5 separate regions of the Mus musculus genome follow, and all the other regions are linked to region 4. The links are chromatin contacts, called in public promoter capture Hi-C maps. All regions are on one chromosome and are shown on one strand. The core of a region is the stretch at or near the end of the contact, and the rest is flanking DNA. Distances in the headings are between cores, read along the strand shown. Region 1 holds the start of Sdf2 (stromal cell derived factor 2). Region 2 holds the start of Traf4 (TNF receptor associated factor 4). Region 3 holds the start of Fam222b (family with sequence similarity 222, member B). Region 4 holds the start of Mir22hg (Mir22 host gene (non-protein coding)). Region 5 holds the start of Pipox (pipecolic acid oxidase).

Region 1 (4,236 bases), core at 921-3,420, 2.8 Mb before region 4:
AAGTGCTTAACCTGGCCAACTTCTGGACTGCAGTTAAAGAGAAGCATAGAAATTAGCATCTGAATAGATGATGCACAAACCCATCCCCCAAGAGGGCTAATCCAAGTTCTTCGTTTAAATGATTTTGATTTTTTGATTTTTATTTTTTTATCGAGACAGGGTTTCTCTGTGTAGTCCTAGCTGTCTTGGAACTCACTCTGTAGACCAGGCTGACCTGAAATTCAAAGAGATCCACCTGCCTCTGCTTCCTAAGTGTTGGGATTAAAGGAATGGCCCACCACCACCCGACTGCTAATTTGGATTTTTGTTTGTTGAGGCAGTGTCTCACTGTGTAGCACTGGCTGGTCTGAAATTCTCTAGGTAGAGTGGCTGTCTTCAGAGATCCTGCCTCTCTCTGCCTCCAGAATATTAAGACTAAATGCCTCCTGCTCTACCACCACCGCCCAGCCTAACTCCATTTTTATTTAGTAGAGCCAGAGCAGGAAACATTAAATTAAAACGTAGTAAAACTGCCGGGCAGTGGTGGCGCATGCCTTTAATCCCAGCACTTGGGAGGCAGCAGCAGGCGGATTTCTGAGTTCGAGGCCAGCCTGGTCTACAAAGTGAGTTCCAGGACAGCCAGGGCTACACAGAGAAACCCTGTCTCGAGAAAAAGAAAAAAAAAAAAAAAAAGAATGTAGTAAGCCTGAGTAGGTGTTTACTGAATGAGGTGGTTAGGAATGTAAAGACTACATACTCCCTGGACTAAACTGGTAAGACAGGTTCTGAGAGTTGTGAACAGACTAACCATCTTAGAAGGTCACTTCCTTTCTAGCAAATAGCATCATCAATCATTCAAATTATATCACAAGTACACCTCCTGTCGAACTTCATGACTTTATTTCCTCCAGTGTGGGGGCAGAAGCTTTCCGTATGCTCGGCAAATACTCTAACACTGAAGTAATTACCAGCCTTTGAACTTCTGTTGTTTTGAGACAGCCCCCACTATATAGGCTAGGCTGATCTTGAAGTTACAATCCTGCTTCAACCTTTTGAGTGCTACAATTACAGACCTAGGCCACCACGCCTGCCCATTAGTCTTGTTTTATTGTTTGATTCACTACTGTATTTCCTGTATCTAGAACAATACGAGACACACTAAAAGTGCTCTTTAAATCTAGGCCAAATGAATGAGCCCACGAATAAGTGAGTATTTTAATTGCACATGATAAAAAACAGACTTTCCTCTGCAATGTCTGTCAATGCTTAAATTCTTTACAAGAAAGTTATTGCTAAGTTAGAGTGTCAAAAAATATGAGCTAAAAATAGGTGACATTTAAAATCTGAGATTCAGCTTATGTTGTCTTGCTCTAAATGCTCCTCTCTCCAGCACAAAATAGTGGCAGCCCATGGAATCTGAAAGATTTTGAACCTGCACAGATTTGGATTAAACCCTGTCTCCATCATTCACTAGCTGGCTTTGAGCAATATCTCTAGGTCTATTTACTCACCTAAGAAAATAACTTTAGTATCTGTCCTCAATACAATGTTAAAAACCGGAAAGTATATATGTAACACGTTTGGCCCACAGCTCATCAAACAGAAACTAACATTAGGACTAAGTTTCCTTGGCAACTCGTCGTCCTCTTCAAGAAATAGGGCACGGCTAACTTTCCCAGACCACGCCCTCAGACTCCGAGGCCCCGCCCCTTCTAGGCTCACCCGGCCTAGGCAGCCCACCCAGAGCGGTGAGTCCCCCTCTGTACCTGACCCATAGCGCACGTCGTGAGAATGCAGTCGGACATTGTGGCGTGTATTGAGTAGCTTCACCACGGAGCCGCAAGTAACGACAGCCATGTTGGACGCTCCCACAGCGCTCCACAAACCACCCAACAACAGAAGCGACAAGACAGCCATCCTAGATCCGAGAGAACTAATCATCCAAGAAAATTAGGCCCGTCCCCGGAACCGGAAGCCGAGGGTAGAACTACGCCAAGATGGAAGAGAAGACTCCTTAACCTGAATCTTTATGGTTCCTTTGGCGAGAGCGGCTTAAAGAACACGCTGGCCCGGGAGGCCTTCGGGACCTCACTTTGTACTGGGTGCTCTGTGGCGGCTGCGTTCCTTAGGCGTTCGCGGACTCGGAACCAAAGCCCTAGACGCCGGAGGGGAAAAGACAGCAGGAAATGACCCTCCCACTCCCAGTGACAGAGAGCCGGAGGTGACGTACTACGTTAACGCAGCAGCGGCGACGGTGGTGGTGGTGGTGGCGGCGGCTGCGGAGGGCCCTTGCGGTGGGTCCGGACTATCCTTTTGCAGTCTCTGATCGGCGACTCCATTTTCTTCGGTGGGAGCTTAGCGTAGCGGAGAAGCAGCGGCCTTCAAGCAGGTAACGCTCAGCCTGGAGAGTGTGTTGCGTGTGTGGGTGCGCAGGTGGCGAGCCAGACTCCTGGGGCCTGGTCCCGTAAGGGAAGAAGCTTTGGGGTGCCCCACTGCGGGAAGGAAGGGGGCCCTGGCTTTCCCTGATCTGCCAGGGGGGAAAAGGACAGGAAAGTACCGTGATTGCTCAGAGTCTCCAGCCCTTTCTCCACGCGGTACCACCCGGAACCTGTGACCTGGGGTTACCTCTTGAATCAACAGGCTTTCTGGGATCCCATCTTCTCCGCGGCGTCTGGAATCTGGGCCACGCAAAAAATTGGGACTAGAAGAGAGACCTAAGGGTTTCTTTACTTGGCATCAGGTGATCGGATTAATTAGTCCGGCGTTTGGGTCCTGCTGAGCTTTCGAGAGTTCAGCCATGAGGCGGGTGTACTGTGCTGAATGTTAGCTCTTTACAAAATGTTGAGTAATTATACGGTTTTTTTTCCACATATGGGCAAGTCCCTTAATCCTTTCTAAAGATGCGAGTTTATACTTAAGTACCTGGAGCCTTCCATCTTGTATAATTCATTTCCTCGAACACTTGCCAAAGACCTATCATAAATATTAGAATTGGTTGTTAAATCAGAAATGTGTATTGTTTGACATCAGGTACTCGAGTATCTTAAGTAAAGCAGTTCCTCTGTATTACAGAAAGAATCGATTTCTGTTTTCCTTTAGGAGGCGGGTCTCCTGTAATAATTACATGAAAAGACACGGTAATACAAAGGTCATAGGGTAATTTGTTTTTCATCCCGCCCCACTCCATTCCCGCTGCTCCCCTTCTTCAGAATCCTCCATTACTTATTACTTTCATTAATTTGTGTGTGTGTGTGTGTGTGTGTGTGTATGCCTCAATTAGTTAATTTATGGTGGTTTACAAGTACATGGGTGAAGAAGTATTCAGAGAAGCCTGGGCTACAACCCTAAAGAAAATGTTCCCCTCCCCCAGCAACCATGAATTACTATCGATCCTTAGGGTTGGTGGGATCTCATGATGAGCCCCTCCCCCCTAGCAACCGTTAACTGCCCATAAACCTGTAGGAAGGGAGGAGCCTGGTCCCCCTCCCCAGCATTGAAGTATGCTACAATGTGTGGAAGTCGTTGAATTTAATTAATTTTGGGGAGAAAAAGTTTAGTTCTATTGTTGAACACTCACAGTTTGTGAGTCTTCAGTGTTTTAGTTACAAAACAATTATAGCAACAATGGAGAAGCTGAGCCAGGAGGATCATGGAATTTACGTTTTGGTTGCATTTGTAGACCCTGTCTCAAAAACAGCTCTCCCTTCAACCACGAGTTTAGAGCCCCTCTCCATGCCTAGTGTCCCACCACTACAGGCTTATTTTATTTGGTTGGCTTGTGTGACTATTAGATTAGACTAGATTAGATTGGTAAAGTATTTTTTGTTGTTTTTATTTTTTTCAAGACAGGGTTTCTCTGTATAGCCCTGGCTGTCCTGAAACTGACTCTGTAGACCAGGCTGGCCTCGAACTCAGAAATCCGCCTGCCTCTGCCTCCCAAGTGCTGGGATTAAAGGCATGCACCACCACTGCCTAGCTTAGACTGGCAAAGAATTAACACTCTCCAAATGAACTTAATCTTACTTACCAAGTGATATATCAAGCCAGAAAGTAGAACAGTCCTAAAATCCAATCAAAGCTTATTTACTCCCTCTAGTTCTTTTTTTGGTTTTTGAAGACAGAATCACTCTTTCTAGTTGTCCTTGAATCCACAGAGATCTGCTTCCTGAGTACTGGGGACTAAAGGCTTGTGCCACCACCATCCAGCAATATTCTTGTTCCTAATAAATGTAATCACCATCTGGGTCGGGTGTGATC
Region 2 (4,255 bases), core at 838-3,337, 2.7 Mb before region 4:
CTTCTGTCTCCACAGCTTCTGGGGACTGCTATACTTTTGGCAGCAATCAACATGGACAGCTGGGCACCAGTTCCCGCAGGGTCAGCAGGGCACCCTGTCGGGTCCAAGGCCTGGAGGGCATCAAGATGGTGATGGTGGCCTGCGGGGATGCCTTCACTGTGGCCGTTGGGGCAGGTGAGGGTGGGCAAGATGCGGGTGGACCGGATGCAGGTGGACCACGGCAGGAATATGGTGGGTTATACTCACCACCTTCCTTGTGGAGTTGTTCTTGCTGTCCAGTGTTCAGCTGATTGCTTAGTTAATGCCCCACTCTTTCCAATTTTGGCAGAGGGGGAAGTGTATTCTTGGGGCAAAGGAACCCGAGGCCGACTGGGAAGGAGGGATGAGGATGCGGGGCTGCCTAGGCCAGTGCAGCTGGATGAGACTCATCCTTACATGGTGACTTCAGTGTCCTGCTGCCATGGGAACACTCTGCTGGCTGTTCGATGTGAGTTTTCTTCTCCTATCTCACCCACATCACTAGGGTGAACCCAACTCCCCTCTACTCCCCACTCTATCTTCCATAGTTATAACCCAAATTACCCACCCAGAGCAATCTTCTGCCCCCAGAAAAATGTGGGAAATGGGGAGGGGACGCCATTTCCCCCCTCAGGGAGAAAAGGCTGCTTCTATGGCTCTCCACACCTTGTGTGAATTCTTGCTCCTAATACTTCCTGGAGCCAGTTGATAGGAAAACTTCCCTTTCTGGCCTGGCAGGAGGGTTCTGGCTCCAGGGCCCAATGAAATCAAAGAGGGCTGATGCTTGCTGTAGGCGTTGCCTCCAGAAAGGCAGTAGTAGCTTCTCTTTGATACTCTTCAGCAGTCACAGATGAACCAGTTCCCCCCTGAGGCGACAGGATGATCCAAGAGACCACCTTTGAGTATTCTGAAAAATGCAGGTGCCCGAGGAATGACTGTTGTCAGCGTCCTGGATTGTGTCGTCAATGGGGTAGAAAGGCCAGTGAAGTCTACTCTGTTCCCCCAAGTCCCTGTCTCCAAAGCTCTTTATCTTAGTAAATATCTGCAAGGCTCCAGTCTGGCAGGGGTCAACAGAAGGACGGCCTTCAAAACCTTTGCTAAAAAAAAAAAACGCACCTTTCTCCAACCACCCTCAGCCCAGTTAGAAAGTAAGTCCCTGACGGTGTCCTCTTGGAGACTCATGCCATGCTTTGGAATAGGGCAAGCCAGGGCTTGTTTGGACTGGTCATTAGGCTAGCCTAATCTCTGCATAGCTTGCAGCTGATAGGTTGGAGGGAGCCCCCTTTTCTATCTTACCCTGAGGCAAGGGTTTGCACAACCCCTGCGAAGGCACCCCTCCCCACACACACCTCTTAGGGAGGGGGTGCTGGAGCTATTTTTTTGTTTGCTGAGGAGATACTGCTGAAAGGTTGCCCTTTCCCCAGGCTATTCACCAGACCTAGACTGGGGAGAAAGGTAACCCGACCAATTTCTCAAAGGTTTCAAAGTATCACTAATAAAAATATCAAATGCCTGCTTGGCTTATGATCTCTTACTGGGTGGGTGGAAGTGGCCGCTAGACACCCCAAGACTGGGTTGGGCCCGACTGTGGTTGCAGGGCAGCGGCCAGGAGGAATGTGGGCGCAGCCAGAGGCCTGAGGGCTGGGGCCGAGGTTCCGCTGGCCCAGCGCCCAGCCCAGTTTCCTTGCTCTAGCCTGGTTTACTGGGATCCTGTTGCCAGGCTTCGCTGCCTAGCACCTAGAAGCTAGGGCCCCGGGTCCCTGAGCGGCGCGTGGCGCAGGAGACCTTAAGGTGGCCTCTAAAGTGTCAAGTCTTTGTGGTGCGACCTGATAGGCACCATCGTAACGCAAGGGGACCCGCTTCTGGAAGACTCTCGGCCACACTCGGAGTTCCAGCGGGAAAGAGAAGCCTAATTTAACTTTCAAAGCCAGGGCAGAGTTCGGAGTGCGACAGCATTCGGAGTGAGGGGTTGTGGAGTGGGCGGGGCACGAGGGCGGGCTCTAGGACCATGGGGACGCGGCTCCGCCCCCTCTTCCGGCGGGCGGGGTTGCGGACCCGGGCCGGTCTCGGCCGCCAGTCGGCGCCGCCCGCAGCCGGGAAACGCGGCCCGAGCGAGGCGCGGGCTGTGGGGCCGCCGCGTGCCCGGCCCCGCTCGCCCGTGCCCGCTGCCAGCCCGCCATGCCCGGCTTCGACTACAAGTTCCTGGAGAAGCCCAAGCGGCGGCTGCTGTGCCCACTGTGCGGGAAGCCCATGCGCGAGCCTGTGCAGGTGTCTACTTGTGGCCACCGCTTCTGCGACACCTGCCTGCAGGAGTTTCTCAGGTGCGACCCGGGGCGGTGGGCCTCCGCCGGCAGTGCAGGGGGATGAGGGCGGTGCACGGGGGACGGGCTCGGGCCGGAGACACGTCGCGCCTTTGTCTGCGAGGCCGCCCGGTGACCTCAGGAGCGCCCACCATGATGTCAAGGGGCGGCAGTGACGTCAGGGCCCTGGGGAGGACCTTACGCACCCAAGCGTAGGGTCTCGGGTCCTACCTGCCCAGCTCCAGGTAGGAAAAACTGCCTCCCCACGCTCTGGCGGAGGGAAAGCCGCCCTTCCTGACCCGTAGCCGGCCCTTCCCCCCTACCTGAGAGCCCGAGCGGCCACAGTCTTGAACTTTGAATCCTTTAGGGAAGGGAAGGACAAAGCCTCTCTCTCCCGCGCGGCACTCAAGCCGCTGGAGTTTTCACCTGTCCAACCTCTTCTTTTCCTCTCTGACGTTGAGAGAGCGGCCGCTATTGTTCTCCCATTTCAGAGATTCAAAAAAATAAGGGCTGCGATTTGCCCAGGGTCACACGATTCAAGTCTTTAGCTGGGAATCCAGCCCGGGCTGCGTGTGGCCAAGCAGTAGAGGTTGGACTGTGACCTGCAGCCCTCCCCGCCTCTTAAGTGGGGAACCCTCCCTTGGGGTCTTGAGTACAATGGATGGTTGGTACATCGGCCACCCGGGTTGGTACTGAATGCCCTGTGCCCACTGAGGATCCAGGTCCTGCCTTGCGGCCTCAGGCATCGCTCACATTTCTGGGCACCCCTGGGCGGTCTTGAGGCTCCTGGCACTGAAGGCTGCATGTTGGAGGGGAGATCGGGGAGCCCCAACGCCCGTGGAGGTCGTGCTCTAGAGCACAAGGCAGGCTGAGTCTGCCGCGGTCCCGCGAGGGGAACTGGCAGGGAAAGCAATGTGGGACTTGTGCCTCAGTGCTTCGTCCCCACTGTCTTCCGAAGCCCCTGGCTGGCGGAAATCTCAGCAGGCCCTTTGTTTTTTGTTCCTAGCAGCCGCGGGCTCCTGCTCTCACATATGCTCCTGCTCAAGCTGCTGTGGTCCCCCCTCCTCCCTTCTTTTCTCCCTCCTCCCTCTGGCCCTCCTCCCTGAAATGTACACACTTAACTCCTCTACAGACACACACGGGCCCATTGTCTTCCCGGCTCCCTTCCTGGCCCTCTGGTTTCCAGATGAGGCCAGCTGAGCCAGCCCCCTCCTCCAGCTGACCCACCCTTACTGCCTCGGGGAAGGAGCCAGGAGGGGTCTGTCAGGCCTTGTTCCCTCCTTCACCTCCTTCTCAGTCCCCTCGAGGCTGCTTCTGCCCCTCCTCCTCCCGGAAATCCCCTCTTCCTCTCCCACTACCCCCTCCCCCCATCCTGTCTTCTCCCCTGGGCTTGGGCCTCCACTGCTCAGCCAGGAGCTGCCTCTGCCTTCTCCCCTCCCCCACGATCCAGTTGTGTTTAGTGGCTTCTGGAGGAAAGAGGTGATTGAGCAGGCTCTGCCTCCCCACTATCACCCCTACCCTACAAGTTAGGTTGTCCATAGCCTTGGCCAAACCTTTTGTCCTGGCTGGGCCCCAAGCTGCAGAGTTAGCTGCTGCCTGAAGCCTAGGGACCTGCCTTAGTCCCCTTGCTGTCTTCAAAACCACCGGGTCAGCACATTCCAGAAGCAGCCAAGTGGACCCCCCTCCCCCTTGGCCCACCCCTCTTTTACTCCTGCTGCTGCTGGCTATTACCCAGATTGAGCCAGGAAGGCTGCTCCTGGGTGCAGGCATAGCTCTTTAGTGCCTCACTTGGGTCCTTCGCATCAGGGACATGGCCAGTAGTGTGGACCAAGAGGAGGTGCTTTGATGGACTGGGCACCTGGGATATGGACTGCCCAGGCTCTGGACAGTGCTGTTACAGCAGGGCCGCCCTGTAGTCTCTGCTTCCGCCTTGAGGC
Region 3 (4,111 bases), core at 696-3,195, 2.6 Mb before region 4:
AGTGCTAAAAATGGAACCTAGGCCCTCTTTAAGAGCAGCAAGTGCTCTAAACCACTGAGCCATCTCTCTAGGCTCCAAATAAACAAATTTTTAAAAATATAATAAGAGAAATCAGGGTTCAGGACAGCCAGGGCTACACAGAGAAACCTTGTCTTAAAAAAGAAGGAGGAGGAGAAGAAGAGAAAGAGGAAGAAGCAGCAGCAGCAGCAGCAGCAGCAGCAGCAACAGAAGAAGAAGAAGAAGAAGAAGAAGAAGAAGAAGAAGAAGAAGAAGAAGAGGAGGAGGAGGAGGAGGAGGAGGAGGAGGAGGAGGAGGAGGTAGCAGCAGCTGCCGACAGGGTAGGGAGGAGGTATGGGATGGGGAACCATCAGAGGATGGATCAGGAGGGGGATAAAATCTGGAGTGTAGAAAATGGACTAAATAATAATAATGATAATGATAATAATAATAATAGAAGCCTATTCTGGGCTTGATGATGGAAAACTGTAATCCCAGTTACTTTTAGGAGGCTGTGGCAGGGGTACTGAAAATTCAAGGGCAGCCTAGGTAATGTAGTGGCACCGTCTCAATTAAAACAAAACAAAACAAAATGGGCTGGTGATAGGGCACTTGCCTAGCACACTCAAAACCCAGGCTCAGGTTCCAGCATCAAGTAGAGGCTGGGGAGATAAATGGCTCAGTTAATAAACTGCTTGGCACACAAGCATTAACAGAGGAGCCCTCCCGAATCTCAGCCAGGTACGCCTATAACCCCAGCTACTGGGGAAACAGAGGCAAGACTGTTAATTCAAACTCAACTAGTGCTTGAATTCAAGACCAGCATAAGCAAGTTAGTGAAACTTAGTCTCAAAATAAAAAGCAAAAGGAAGGCTGAGAACATAGCTCAGTGCTTCAGGCTGTATTTGCTTCCTCTTGGGTCAGAAGCTGCATACCATGTAAAAAGGCACAGGAGTAGGGTACTTTTCCTATTCAATTTGACAGAGAATTTGTCACACCACGGAAGAAAGTGCTATTTCTACAGATGATCTGCTGTACTTATGCAGGGTGCACATATTTTTGTCTACTGAGGTTTTACAAATATGCTTTGTTTTGATGGAGAAATCAGTTACTCCATTAATAACCATAGAGTCTAAAATCTGATCGTATTGCTGGTACATACTAGCATCCGTATAGTATTTCCAATCTATAGGTTTCATAAGCTCTCTCAACCAATATATGAAGCTTACAAAAGCCCAGCATTTAATGCTGGATCTTCCAGAGAACCAGAAAGGTTAAGTGGGTCCTATCCAAGGTTATCGATCAGGTTTATCTGTGCTGGACTTGGTTCCAAACCTGACTCCATGTCCTTAGCTCTTTAACCTAGATTCCTCCTGAATTTAAACAGAGCTTCCGACTCCCAAGCTTTACCCAGGGCACATCATAACTCCAGTGACCAGTCCTTCTCTGACTGGTTCAGAGTGGACTTCTTCAGCTCCAGCACGGCTTTTATTTTCCACCACCCTTCCCCCCCAGCAACCATTCTCTGAAAGAAGCGGAAAGGGAGAGGCGACCCAAAGCTCCTGGGGGAAGGGATGATGACAAACCAGACAGCGCGAGGCACTGGTCCTGCCGTGTGCGCCCTCACTCCACGAAACGCAACCCCTTCCCTCCGCCAAGCTGTCCAGCTCTGGGACTCATGACCTAATCATCCATGCTCCAAATGCTCCACCATCATCACCTCAAACTATCCCTCCCCCACGACCTCCGTCCCCGACAAGTAGAAGCCACCCCGCTAGTCAGGGTGTCCTTCCACCACGCCATATCTGCATTCCTTAGAGTCCACTACCCTTAAACCACCACTCACTGTCGGTGACTGGGCCCGGCCCTCATGGCTGCTCCGTTGTCGCCGGTCGCCGCCACTGCTGCTCCACGCCCCAGCCTCTCAATCACAGCCGCCGTCCGGACTGGCCGGGAGCTGCTTCTGCGCCTGCGCAGCCCGGATTGCCCGGGGCCCTCTCCGGCAGTCAGCGCCTGCGCACCTCGCTCCGGGGACGTCTTTATCATTGCCTGATGTCCTGCTTCTCTGGGTCTCAAGTGGGCATGGCCGCTCGCTGGCCTTGGATATTTTAGGTCTTAGGGAATGTGGCTACTGAGCCTTCCTTTTAGGCCTCTAGAATATCTTGCCTAAATTACTAAAGTCTTGAATTGAGATTTATCCCACCAGAATTCTGGATCCTGCCTGCACTTAAAGACCAAATCTTTTAGGCGTGGAAGAAATTGCAGACTCGTTCCCTACTGTACATCTCTGACTACGGAGTCAGATCTTTTTGCAAACCGATAAAGAAGACCTTTATCCCTGTGTAGTAGTAGCACGTACCCAACAGTACTTGAAATATTAATACTTACGATTATGAGCGACTGGACGGACATCGATCCTAGTAGCCAAACTTCAGTCCTCTGCATCAGCAGCGAGTGCTCATAGTCGCTGAACATTTCTCCAGCCCCTATACAACTATATTTTTTTTTAAAGATTTATTTATTTATTATATGTAAGTACACTGTAGCTGTCTTCAGACACTCCAGAAGAGGGCGTCAGATCTTGTTACAGATGGTTGTGAGCCACCATGTGGTTGCTGGGATTTGAACTCTGGACCTTCGGAAGAACAGTCGGGTGCTCTTACCCACTGAGCCATCTCACCAGCCCATACAACTATATTTAATGGAACTCTTAAGTGTTTAATAAACTAACACCCGGACGGAATGGAGCACTCCATGAATCTTTGCAGAGGCAGGAGGATTTCTGTGAGTTTGAGGCTCTCCTGATCTACAGATGAAGTTCTAGGATATCCAGAGCTACATTTTTAAAAGAATTTGGGCTCTGGAGAGATGGCTCAGTGGTTAAGAGCACTGACTGCTCTTCCAGAGGTCCTGAGTTCAAATCCCAGCAACCACGTGGTAGCTCACAACCATCTGTAATGGGATCCAACACTCTCTTCTGGTGTGTCTGAGGACAGCTATAGTGTACTCATAAAATAAATAAATCAATCTTAAAAAAAAAAAAAAGAAATTGGTGTTACTTCTTTCTGTCTTTTTTTTTTTTTTTTTTTTTCAGAGAAGTACCCAGGAACCCGAAGGGTTTTCATGAAATGCTTACAAATGTATTAATACTGAGGTGATGATGACAACTTTGGCTATATAAGACAGAATCTCACTAGTATCCCAGACTGGTCTTGAATCCCATATGTAGTCCATGGTGGCCTTGAATTTGTGATCCTCCTGCCTCAGCCTCCTGAATAACAACATTACAGGCCTGAGCTACATTCCTGTCAGAGGCTTCTGTCTTTTAAAAATGTAAGTTGGTTGCTACAAATTGCTATGAACTAATTGGTATCTAATACAGTATACACAGGTGCAAATTTAATGAGTGAGTTGCCTCCTAACTGGTCTGGGATAGAGGGACTCAAATTTAATTAGGGTTGCTCACATAAGCCTTGGGGACTTGCTGATTACAGGAGTATGGTCAACTTACCAGTGGCTGGACAAAATGTGTCTCAGTTTCTTTCTTTTTCTTTTTCATTTTTCTCTTTTATTTTTTCTTTTGTCTTTAAAATGTCTTCCAGAGGCTGCAGAACTGGCTCAGTGTTTTAGAGCCCTTGTTACTATTCCTAGCACCTACACAGTGGTTCACAAACATCCAAAACTCCACTTCCAGATGTCCACTTCTGACCTCCTCAAGCAAAGCACCAGGCACACATATGGAGCACATACATACACACAGGCAAAACACTCATACACATAAAATAAAATCTGAAAATATCTTCCACATAACTATAAGCATTCCTCCAATATTTTCTGCATGTTTTTTTTAATATTTGTTTTATATGTGTTAGGTTTCAATCCTAGGACAATTAGCTGAAGTGCCTATTTAACATATCAAAGCAGATGCTGGCCTCCAGATTCTCCCTTTAATCACTCAGTCCCCCCTACCTGTTACTGAGCCCTCCTGGCTGGCATACCCTGCCCTCCACCCTGAACTCTCCAGCCCAGGAAAGCCCACTTGCTTGCTTGCTCTCTCTCTCTCTCTCTCTCTCTCTCTCCCTCTCTCTCTCTTCCTTCCTTCCTTCCTTCCTTT
Region 4 (4,060 bases), core at 1,190-3,689:
GCCTTTAACCTAAATCTTTCACTGGGCCAGTGGGGGTAAGGGCTCCCCAGAGGACCAGGGTTTCCCTCCCATAAAGCCATCACCCCAGCTGTCCAGACCTTCCCACCCCAGTTCTGTCACCTTCCGGATGATAGGCAAAGCTGCTGCTTCTCCTCTTCCTCCACGAAGCCAGGGGCAGAGGGCAACAGTTCTTCAACTGGCAGCTTTAGCTGGGTCAGGACATAAAGCTTGCCACTGAAGAACTACTGCGGCTCAGCCAGGTGAGGGTGTGGGAGGCACAGGTTCCTAAAAGGAAGGGGAGGAAAAAAAAAAACAGGAAAGCTGGGTGACAGGGCCAGCGACCCAGAGGCCATCCAAACCTGGCTCTAGCTGACTTTCAGTACCTTCTAATGAGGGGTTCTTGAATAAGAAGCAAGAGGCTTCTAAATGCACTTGCTTTGTGCCCCTTTACAGACTAGGAGCTGGCAACTCTTGGCAACCTGCTAAGGAGCCCAGCATCTTCGGCATTCAAAGGGCAGGGTGTAGAACCCAAGTCCCAAGTTAAAAAAAAAAATGTACTTCAGAAATATGAGCTCTGTGATCAACTCAAATGACTTGTTCTTAGGGAATTCAGCAGCAAGGAGGGTTTGTGTAGGGTTAGAAATGGGAGGGGCACTAGAGTTGGAAGGTCAGCAGGGGCTCTCAGGAGTCTGAGGGAGGACAGCTGACCAAAGGCAGGAGGGGAGGGAGGTATGGGTAGGGTGGCTGGGCAGCTTCCTCAGGACTAGAGATGCCAGGCATTCCGCTTGCACATTCCGGGTACATCTGGTATGAATTCCAGGCTGTCTGCCGGCCCCTCCACGTCTGAACTTTGTTCCAAGTTCCAAGCCCCGCCCCCACAGTTCCAACGCATGAATCAGCAGTAAAAGCCGGGGCCCTACAGCATGGCTCAGGGAGGGGGCTGGGGGCGTGGCAGGCTAGAGGGCTGGGAGCCCGAGAGGGTGGTTCTGCACAGTCAGTCCAAGGACATGGCCACTGCCAGATAGAAGGGCCAAGGAGACTTTGCCTTGGGATTTCTATTTTCAGAGAGTGGAAAGATTACACTAGGGTGGGCAACTTTCAAATTCCAAAAGCCTCTTGGGAAGTATAAACTTTGTCGGATCTTCCTTCTCCTAGGTGATCAGTCTCTGTCCACTTCTCTCTGCCCAGGATAGCTCTGTTCAGGCCACAGGGTTCACTGGCTGCTGAGAGTTTGTGCCAAGCAGGTGCCCTTGGCTGCGGGGCGGGGTGGGCCCAGGGCACTGACCCTCTGACCAGCTGCTCCATCAACTCTCTGGCACCATGACAGCTTCTAGCCTACTCTAACAGCCAGGGTGACAGGCCAAATGAGTTGGAGACTGAAACTAGGGCCAGAGGGAGGTGGGAACGTTAGCCTAACCGGAGGCCGTGGGGAGGGGCCAAGAGTTGGCCAGGAGGTGGGGAGAGAGGGAGCCCAGCGATGACTAACCCAGGCGCCCCACCCAGCCAGCCGGCTTCCCAGGCAGTCAGGCCAAGCCCGGGCTAGGGGCCTCTCTACCGGACATACTAGGGGGGAGGTGCAAAGGTGACCTTCTCTCTGTCCAAGACAGCCAGTTAGGCTGGGAGGGGGGGTGCGGGTAGAGTTTCCAGGCACTCCTCCTGTCCGCCCCCCCAACCTCCGCCCAACCCGCGGTGAAACCCTAACCTTTGGGTTGCATAAGGCCTCCGCACCGCCGCCCCCTACTCCTTTCCCCTCCCCCCTTACATAACATCCCCGGGAGGGAACGAGAGGAGGGGCCGGACCGCCCAGCGACCCCTTCCCTGCCAGGGACTTGAACTGGCCCTGACCCAGTCAGCGCCGGTAGAGGCAATGCACCTCCGCACCCCTCGCTCGTCCAGATCCTCCCTAGGCTAAATGGTCAGCTCGGGCATCCTCAAACCAAAGGGCGTCGGGGTTAGACGCCCCCGGCCCTCTGGCCTCTCATATTCCTCCCCAGTTACTTCTCCAAACCTTCTGCCACGACTCCTGTCCGGGACTCTCTCTTTAAACGTCCAGACACACTACTCGGGAGAGTCCAGGCTCCTCTCCCAAGAGCGCCCCTGTCCCCGCCGCCCCCTCTCCCCTCCCCCAGAAGGGCAGGGTGTGGCCGTCAGGACCCTACTTTCCCCATCACCCGGTTACCGCGGTTCCCCCCGGGATGACCGGGTCCCCAGATCACACCCACCTGATGCTGGGTGCGGGGGTTGCTGTGGACAGAGGAGCAAAATCACTGCGACCTGTCCGCACGGCCGACCGCTCTGTCTCTTCCCAGCGCCCAGCACACACCGGCTCCAGTCTCCGATCAGCTGGCGGCGTCGTGACGCACGAGCTGCGAATGAACCACCCAGGGCCAATCACCGCCCATTGCTGGGCAACGTGACCACACCCACTCGGGGGCGCCAGCACCTCTGCTTACTCCCGCCCATTCAGGCGTCTGGGCTCTGATTGGCAAGGAGGCCACCCCCTTGCCTGGAGGAGCTTCTCTAAGCCACGCCTACCAACTAACCAACTGGCCAATGGCTGAAAAGGTGTGGCTAACCCTCGGCCTAGGCGACTTGCTTAGACCAGCTTTACGTCAAACTACAGTTTAAAGAGCAGAAGGAAGTATAGGCGTGTATTTTTGCAGTGCATTCCGGTCAATGAAGTTCTTACGGTGACACTCAGCTTCCCAGAATGCAGCGCGCTCTGTGAGTTGGCATTTTTAAACTGATCTCTGACTCGGTCGCGGGGAAGTCCTTAAAGGGCTACAGCCCCTCCTTCTTGGAACTTCTTTTAGCCTCAAAACTGATTCACAGGAGGCCTGAGCTAAGCGAAGGTGGAGCACGCGAAGCAACAGGAGTGAGTAGAACTAAAGATGGAAGCCAGCCACCGATGCAGCAGAACACCCGAAGTCTTTTTTTTTTTCCACAAATAGGACTTTTTTTTTTTCGGGGTATAGGGACCACTGTCACTCGCACGGCCCCAGTCTTCACTGGAGAGCTAGCTCGAGGTCTTCGGGGTATAGGGACAAATGTCACCCGCACAGGCCCAATCTTCACTGGAGGTCTAGTCTATCCCTCGTGGGTTTAGTGAAATCTTTTCTAGTGAATGTCTCGTCTTAGTCGCTGAAGAGCCCACGGCTTCTCAAGGGGCACGTTCTTAACAAAGGATTCGCCCTCACTTTTAGAGAGGAAGCGTCTTTTTAAAAATTAGGGGAAGATCTTTACCAAAGTAGTATCAACCAGAAACCCGGTTCTAAGATTAACACCCATTCAGTCCCGCCCTCCGAAACGCTTCTCTGACTCAGGCCTACTTAGGGAAGTGATTTCAAAGGTGGAGACCAATGAAGAGGCGGCTCCTTCCCTAGGGGCCAATCAGAGTCTGAAAGGCGGGGGATGGGCAAAAACCGAAATGAACCCAATGACTTGGCAAAAGCTGCTGAATTGCTTATTTAAAGGGACAAGACTGGGACCACCTCTTCACTCCCTCCCCACCCCCAAAGAGAAACTTGTGGCCTGGGGTTCTTGACTTTTGAGTCATTTCTAAGAGCATCTAAGCTTTCTAAGTGAGAGCATCTGAGACAAAGAAATGAGAGGGAAGCCTGAGATAGCCGCTTCTGTGTTAAATTAAGTATGGGCTCCACTAAGGTGACTGCTGGGCTTGCTTCAAATCCTGAGTTCAACGTTCAGAATATTGTGTCTTTAAGGAGACTTCCTGCCTTCCGCCCCAGTAACAGCTGATTGTTCGACCCCAGGGGACGAATCAGCCCTAACCACATCCTCCTTCTTACGTGTCTGTCCTTCTCCATCTCCTTTTTTCTGCCCTTCCCCCTCAACCCCGCCATGGGTGGTAATGGAACCCCAACCATAGCGGGTAAAATGTATGCTTCTCATGATCTTTTCTTCATCAACCCAAGAGTGACGCCTCTCCCCAACATCTGTCCCTTACTTATTCAGACTTCTGAGGAGATTGGAATGGGAGATATTTCCTGTCACCACTGTCAGTTAGTGGGGAGGCCACTGCTGGGGAGCCTGTCCTGGCGGC
Region 5 (4,192 bases), core at 501-3,000, 2.4 Mb before region 4:
GACTCAGGTAACAGAGTTTCAGCCTAACATTCATTGGTAAAGCCCTGGGTTTGGTCCTCAGCACCATATTAAACCAACATGATGGTACGGGTCTATTTTCCCAGGAGGTAGGGGCAGAAAAATCAGAAGTTCAAGGTCACCTGTGGAGGCAAAGCAGGTTGGAGGCCAGTTAAGCGATACATGAGACCCTGTATCCAAAAAAAACGAAAGAAAATACTAACAAGAAGTAAGTTTTGGAGCAGATAGACCTGGGTTCACATCTTAGCCTCTTGGCACACCTAGAATGGGTCCTTGGGCAGATCCTGCCATCTTTGTCTGTTTAGTGGTGTGTTTATGATTATAAACAACCAACCTCAAAAGTTAGTGTCTAAAAACAAGCATTTTATTTTACTTCATAAAACTGGGGAATGCTGACACAGCTTGGCTGTTGGGTCACGTGCCATGGACTGGGTCAGGTCATGGGTGGTTAGTTTGTCTGGACACAAGGTCCAAAATGGCTTCTCTTCCTATGTGTGACTTTTCTCATCTCTCTCTCTCACAGAGTGGCTGGACTTCTAACATGTTGGTTCAGGGTCTAAGAACGAGTGCTTCAACACAAGAAGATGTCCAAAGGCTTGGGTCAGAAAGAGGGTAGCAGTCACTGTATTCTATTGGGCAAGCATGTAATGGGAAAACCGACAGAGAACTTGAGGCTATCTCTAATCTGCTCAAAAAAAATGAGGATAAAAATACACACACACACATACAAAAAAAAAAAAAAATCCTGAGAATTTAATGAGATAATGTATTCCGAGGCAGATTTACCAGGAAGCTAATAAAACTTCAACCATGGGGCTCTCTAATTGAGCGGTCTCTTCGAAGTCCTGCCATCTAGTTTTGCATGACTAATTTTTTCTTTTTTTTTTTTTTTTCTCTTTTATTTTTAGTGCTGGGTGCTAAACCCAGGACCCCGAACATGCCAAACACAAAAGTCTACCGCTGAGCTAAGCCTCCAGGCCCCTTTCCCCTTTTATCTTAAAATGGACCCCCAAAGTGTATAAGAATCAGGACCTGCCAACCCTGGCTCTGTCCCCAGTGCCTGTAACAATCCCCATTGAGCCTGCTGCCTGGCACAGAAGGCTTCTCTGCACATGGCCCCTGTGTGTGCTGGCTGGTGCCTGGTTCCCCGTGTGCCTGAGGACAAGGTTCTTCCTCGCACTGTCCTTTCCTGGATTTTTTTTTTTCCTCTTCAGGATCATTTATTGTCCTTTTTTCAACATGAAAGTAAAACACACTGAGAATGATTTCATAATCACAAAACTGCCCTCCCAGTTGGCCCCTGCATCTACCCCCTGACCTCGCCACCCACCAGGGAGGAGGGCCATACCCTGGGCATCCTGCCAAGTTCTTGGCTGGCCGGGTAGCTCTCTGGAGGAAATCAAGCTGCAGAGAGGGAAGCCAGCAGGGGGAGGCAGCATTCCCGGGGCCCAGCTTGGTCTGGGAGGCATTGAAATTCCGGGCAAAGTCCTGAGACAAAGATCATAATGAGACAGGAAGGTGGCATGGGAAGGCGCCATTTGCATGACAATAATTGAGCCAAGAATAGCAAACTGGAGGGATGCAAGGGTGAGGCTAGCAGCTGAGCTGGGCGAAACCTCACAAATCAGTCCACCCAGCTCTGCTCTGCAGGGGGAGGCGGAGGCTGAGCCCTGTGCCAGGCTTTTTGGGGAGGGAAAGAAAGACAAGGACATGAGCCCCAAGGGATTGTGGGAACTCTAGTTTAGCTGGACTTTGCCTCCCTCCTCCCCCTGTAGCCTGGAGGTGCCTTTGTTTGCCTTCTCTTCAGTGGGCTTTGTGGCATCATGGCTGCTCAGACAGATTTCTGGGATGCTATTGTGATTGGAGCAGGCATCCAGGGCTGCTTTACCGCGTACCACCTGGCCAAACACTCCAAGAGCGTCCTCCTGCTGGAGCAGGTACACTGTGCCTTCTGCCCTTCTGCTATATAAGACTGTCCCCTCTTCTTTCCTCTCCTAGGGAGGGCTTTCCAGAATTTTTGGGCTATAAGTGAAGCCAAACGGTCAGACATCAGGAATTCTGTGCACTTCGTAGCTTCGTAGCCACTTCACGTGGATCTTGACAATGCAAAGAAAATTCCCACCCTTAAGTCCACGTGAGGTTTCTTGGTATACTCTTTTAAGTCTCTTAGTTCTTGCCCCGGATCAAGAAGTGTCCCACTTCTTTTCATTCTTGCAACCCTGTCTTGTCTTTGCCCACATGGTTGATACAACCAGAAAAAGAATCAATTCTGCTCTGGGTAACCTTAAATAAAGACAGTTTTGCCTAGAGGCAAAGGCTGATGTACCAGCTTTGGAGAAAGCTGCGTTTTCTCAGCTGCTCCTTCCAGAACCTAGCAGGAGCTGCTGTTGAATTCTTCCACCTTTGGGTAACAGCGACCTCCTCACTTGATGCCCGGGAACTAAGACACAGGTCGTCTTTCCTTAAAGGAAAAGTGATCACATGACTGCTTCAAATGAGGGTGGCACTGGGACCCTGCAGGGCCCCTCAGGGGTGGGGCCTATGCAATCTGTCAAGTTGAGTTTTCTACCCCTGTGGCTTCTTCCTTTCCATTCTGCCTTGCAGCTCTCTGAGCAGGTTACCACATCCTGGGAATTGTCTTCAGTTCCTCTGTTTTCCCAAAGCCCAAGGGATTTCTGTTACAACCTGCAGGAAAACCTCCATTTTGCTTCACCCCGCACCCCCCTAATCCTAAGATTGCTCCCTTATCCTGGGTACCTGAAGGCTCAGTGAGATGACATCCTTTTCCTGATCCGGAAAACCATGGGGCTCGATTTGCATAATCTGGAAGGTTTTCTGACTCTGCTTTTCTAGGCATCTAAGCAGGGTGTGAATTCAGTGGGATAATAGAAGGTTATTAACAAATGGATGGGTGGCTGCCAGGGCTATTTACAAAAGGAAAAATTTAGTCAGTGCTGAGGTACTATTGCTAACCAGAATGCCTGGCCAATCAGTGGGCCTCAAGGAGACCTGGAAGTATGGAAATATTTGAAAATATCTAGGCCTGGCGATGAGCACCTGAAAATCCCAGTTGCTCAGGAGACCAATGTAGGGGGATTGCAAGCTTAAGGCCTGCCTGGGCTACATAACATGACAGTGACTCAAATAAGAAATAAAAAGAGGTCTAGGGCAATAGATAGCTCATCTGCAGGGCACCTACTTGCCTCCTTTGTGCAAGGCCAGAGGTCTAGGCCCCAGGATTAGAAAGGAACCATTTGAAGCCTAAGATGGCTCCTAAAGAACAAAGGGAAGGCTGAGCCAAAGGGCAGTGACTTCCATTGTCTTTCTTGTCTTTCTTGTCAAGTTCTTTCTTCCCCATTCCCGAGGAAGCTCACATGGACAGAGCCGCATAATCAGAAAGGCTTATCCAGAGGACTTCTACACGATGATGATGAAGGAATGTTATCAGACATGGGCCCAGCTGGAGCGTGAAGCCGGAACCCAGTTACACAGGTGGGCGAGGGAGGAAGACCAGGAACACAGGGGACCCATCCCTCCAGGTGCTTTGAATGTGTGATGCTGTAAGGTGTGAACTTGAAATGCAACTGGAGGGACACAAGCCCAGGAGGGAGGTGCCAGTCATGTGGAGGCCTTCTGCTCACTGTCACAGATGCTGCTGGCCTCTGTACCTTTGAGTTCCAGGCCTGGTTAGATCCTGTGACCAAGGCTCTTACAGGTTGTTTTCTGAAAACTTAGAGGATGACCATGGACAGGTATCTAGAGCAGGCCTGCGCAAAGCCTTCCAGAGCCATCTTATAGGGCCTGCGTCAAAATCTATATAATTTTTTTGTTTTTTGTTTTTTGTTTTTTGAGATGGTTTCTCTGTGTAGCCCCGGCTGTCCTGGAACTCACTCTGTAGACCAGGCTGGCCTCGAACTCAGAAATCTGCCTGCCTCTGCCTCCCAAGTGCTGGGATTAAAGGCGTTAGCCACCACCGCCCGGCTAAAATCTATATTCTAACTCATGTCCTAACTTAAAAAATAGTATGTATAATGTATGTGTATGGATGTTTTGCCTACATACTTATATGTGCAACTACATATGTGCCTGGTGCCCAGAAAGGTCAAAAGAGAGTATTCAACCTTGGAACTGGAGTTACAGACAGTTGTGAGCTGCCATGTGGGTGCTAGGAATT

Evidence for each region. Promoter capture Hi-C pulls out the DNA fragments that hold promoters and counts their contacts.
Region 1: a promoter capture Hi-C map of pre-B cells shows a contact between it and region 4, with 3 times the contacts expected there. The contact joins the promoter of Sdf2 here to the promoter of Mir22hg in region 4. A contact is called at or near these places in 3 of 39 promoter capture datasets (cranial neural crest, liver and pre-B cells).
Region 2: a promoter capture Hi-C map of liver shows a contact between it and region 4, with 3 times the contacts expected there. The contact joins the promoter of Traf4 here to the promoter of Mir22hg in region 4. A contact is called at or near these places in 3 of 39 promoter capture datasets (erythroid cells, liver and pre-B cells) and 1 of 9 other capture datasets (liver).
Region 3: a contact with region 4 is called in a promoter capture Hi-C map of liver, with 5 times the contacts expected there. The contact joins the promoter of Fam222b here to the promoter of Mir22hg in region 4. A contact is called at or near these places in 2 of 39 promoter capture datasets (embryonic stem cells and liver).
Region 5: a contact with region 4 is called in a promoter capture Hi-C map of liver, with 4 times the contacts expected there. The contact joins the promoter of Pipox here to the promoter of Mir22hg in region 4.

What each region holds. Positions count from the first base shown.
Region 1 is chr11:78,243,680-78,247,915 of GRCm38.p6, reverse strand. It overlaps Sdf2 (stromal cell derived factor 2), which reads right to left and starts at 2,170. Exons shown (of 3, transcript NM_009143.3): 1 at 1,746-2,170. The coding sequence starts at 1,920. Supt6 (SPT6, histone chaperone and transcription elongation factor) reads left to right here and starts at 2,213. Exons shown (of 37, transcript NM_009297.2): 1 at 2,213-2,368.
Region 2 is chr11:78,163,382-78,167,636 of GRCm38.p6, reverse strand. Traf4 (TNF receptor associated factor 4) reads left to right here and starts at 2,087. Exons shown (of 7, transcript NM_009423.4): 1 at 2,087-2,339. The coding sequence starts at 2,197. It overlaps Nek8 (NIMA (never in mitosis gene a)-related expressed kinase 8), which reads left to right. Exons shown (of 15, transcript NM_080849.3): 13 at 16-174; 14 at 329-487; 15 at 860-1,531. The coding sequence ends at 888.
Region 3 is chr11:78,092,524-78,096,634 of GRCm38.p6, reverse strand. It overlaps Fam222b (family with sequence similarity 222, member B), which reads right to left and starts at 1,945. Exons shown (of 3, transcript NM_145430.3): 1 at 1,844-1,945.
Region 4 is chr11:75,459,918-75,463,977 of GRCm38.p6, reverse strand. It overlaps Mir22hg (Mir22 host gene (non-protein coding)), which reads right to left and starts at 2,439. Exons shown (of 3, transcript NR_030711.1): 1 at 2,223-2,439; 2 at 121-285. It overlaps Mir22 (microRNA 22), which reads right to left and starts at 262; the gene lies at 168-262.
Region 5 is chr11:77,891,430-77,895,621 of GRCm38.p6, reverse strand. Pipox (pipecolic acid oxidase) reads left to right here and starts at 1,750. Exons shown (of 8, transcript NM_008952.2): 1 at 1,750-1,955; 2 at 3,362-3,510. The coding sequence starts at 1,842.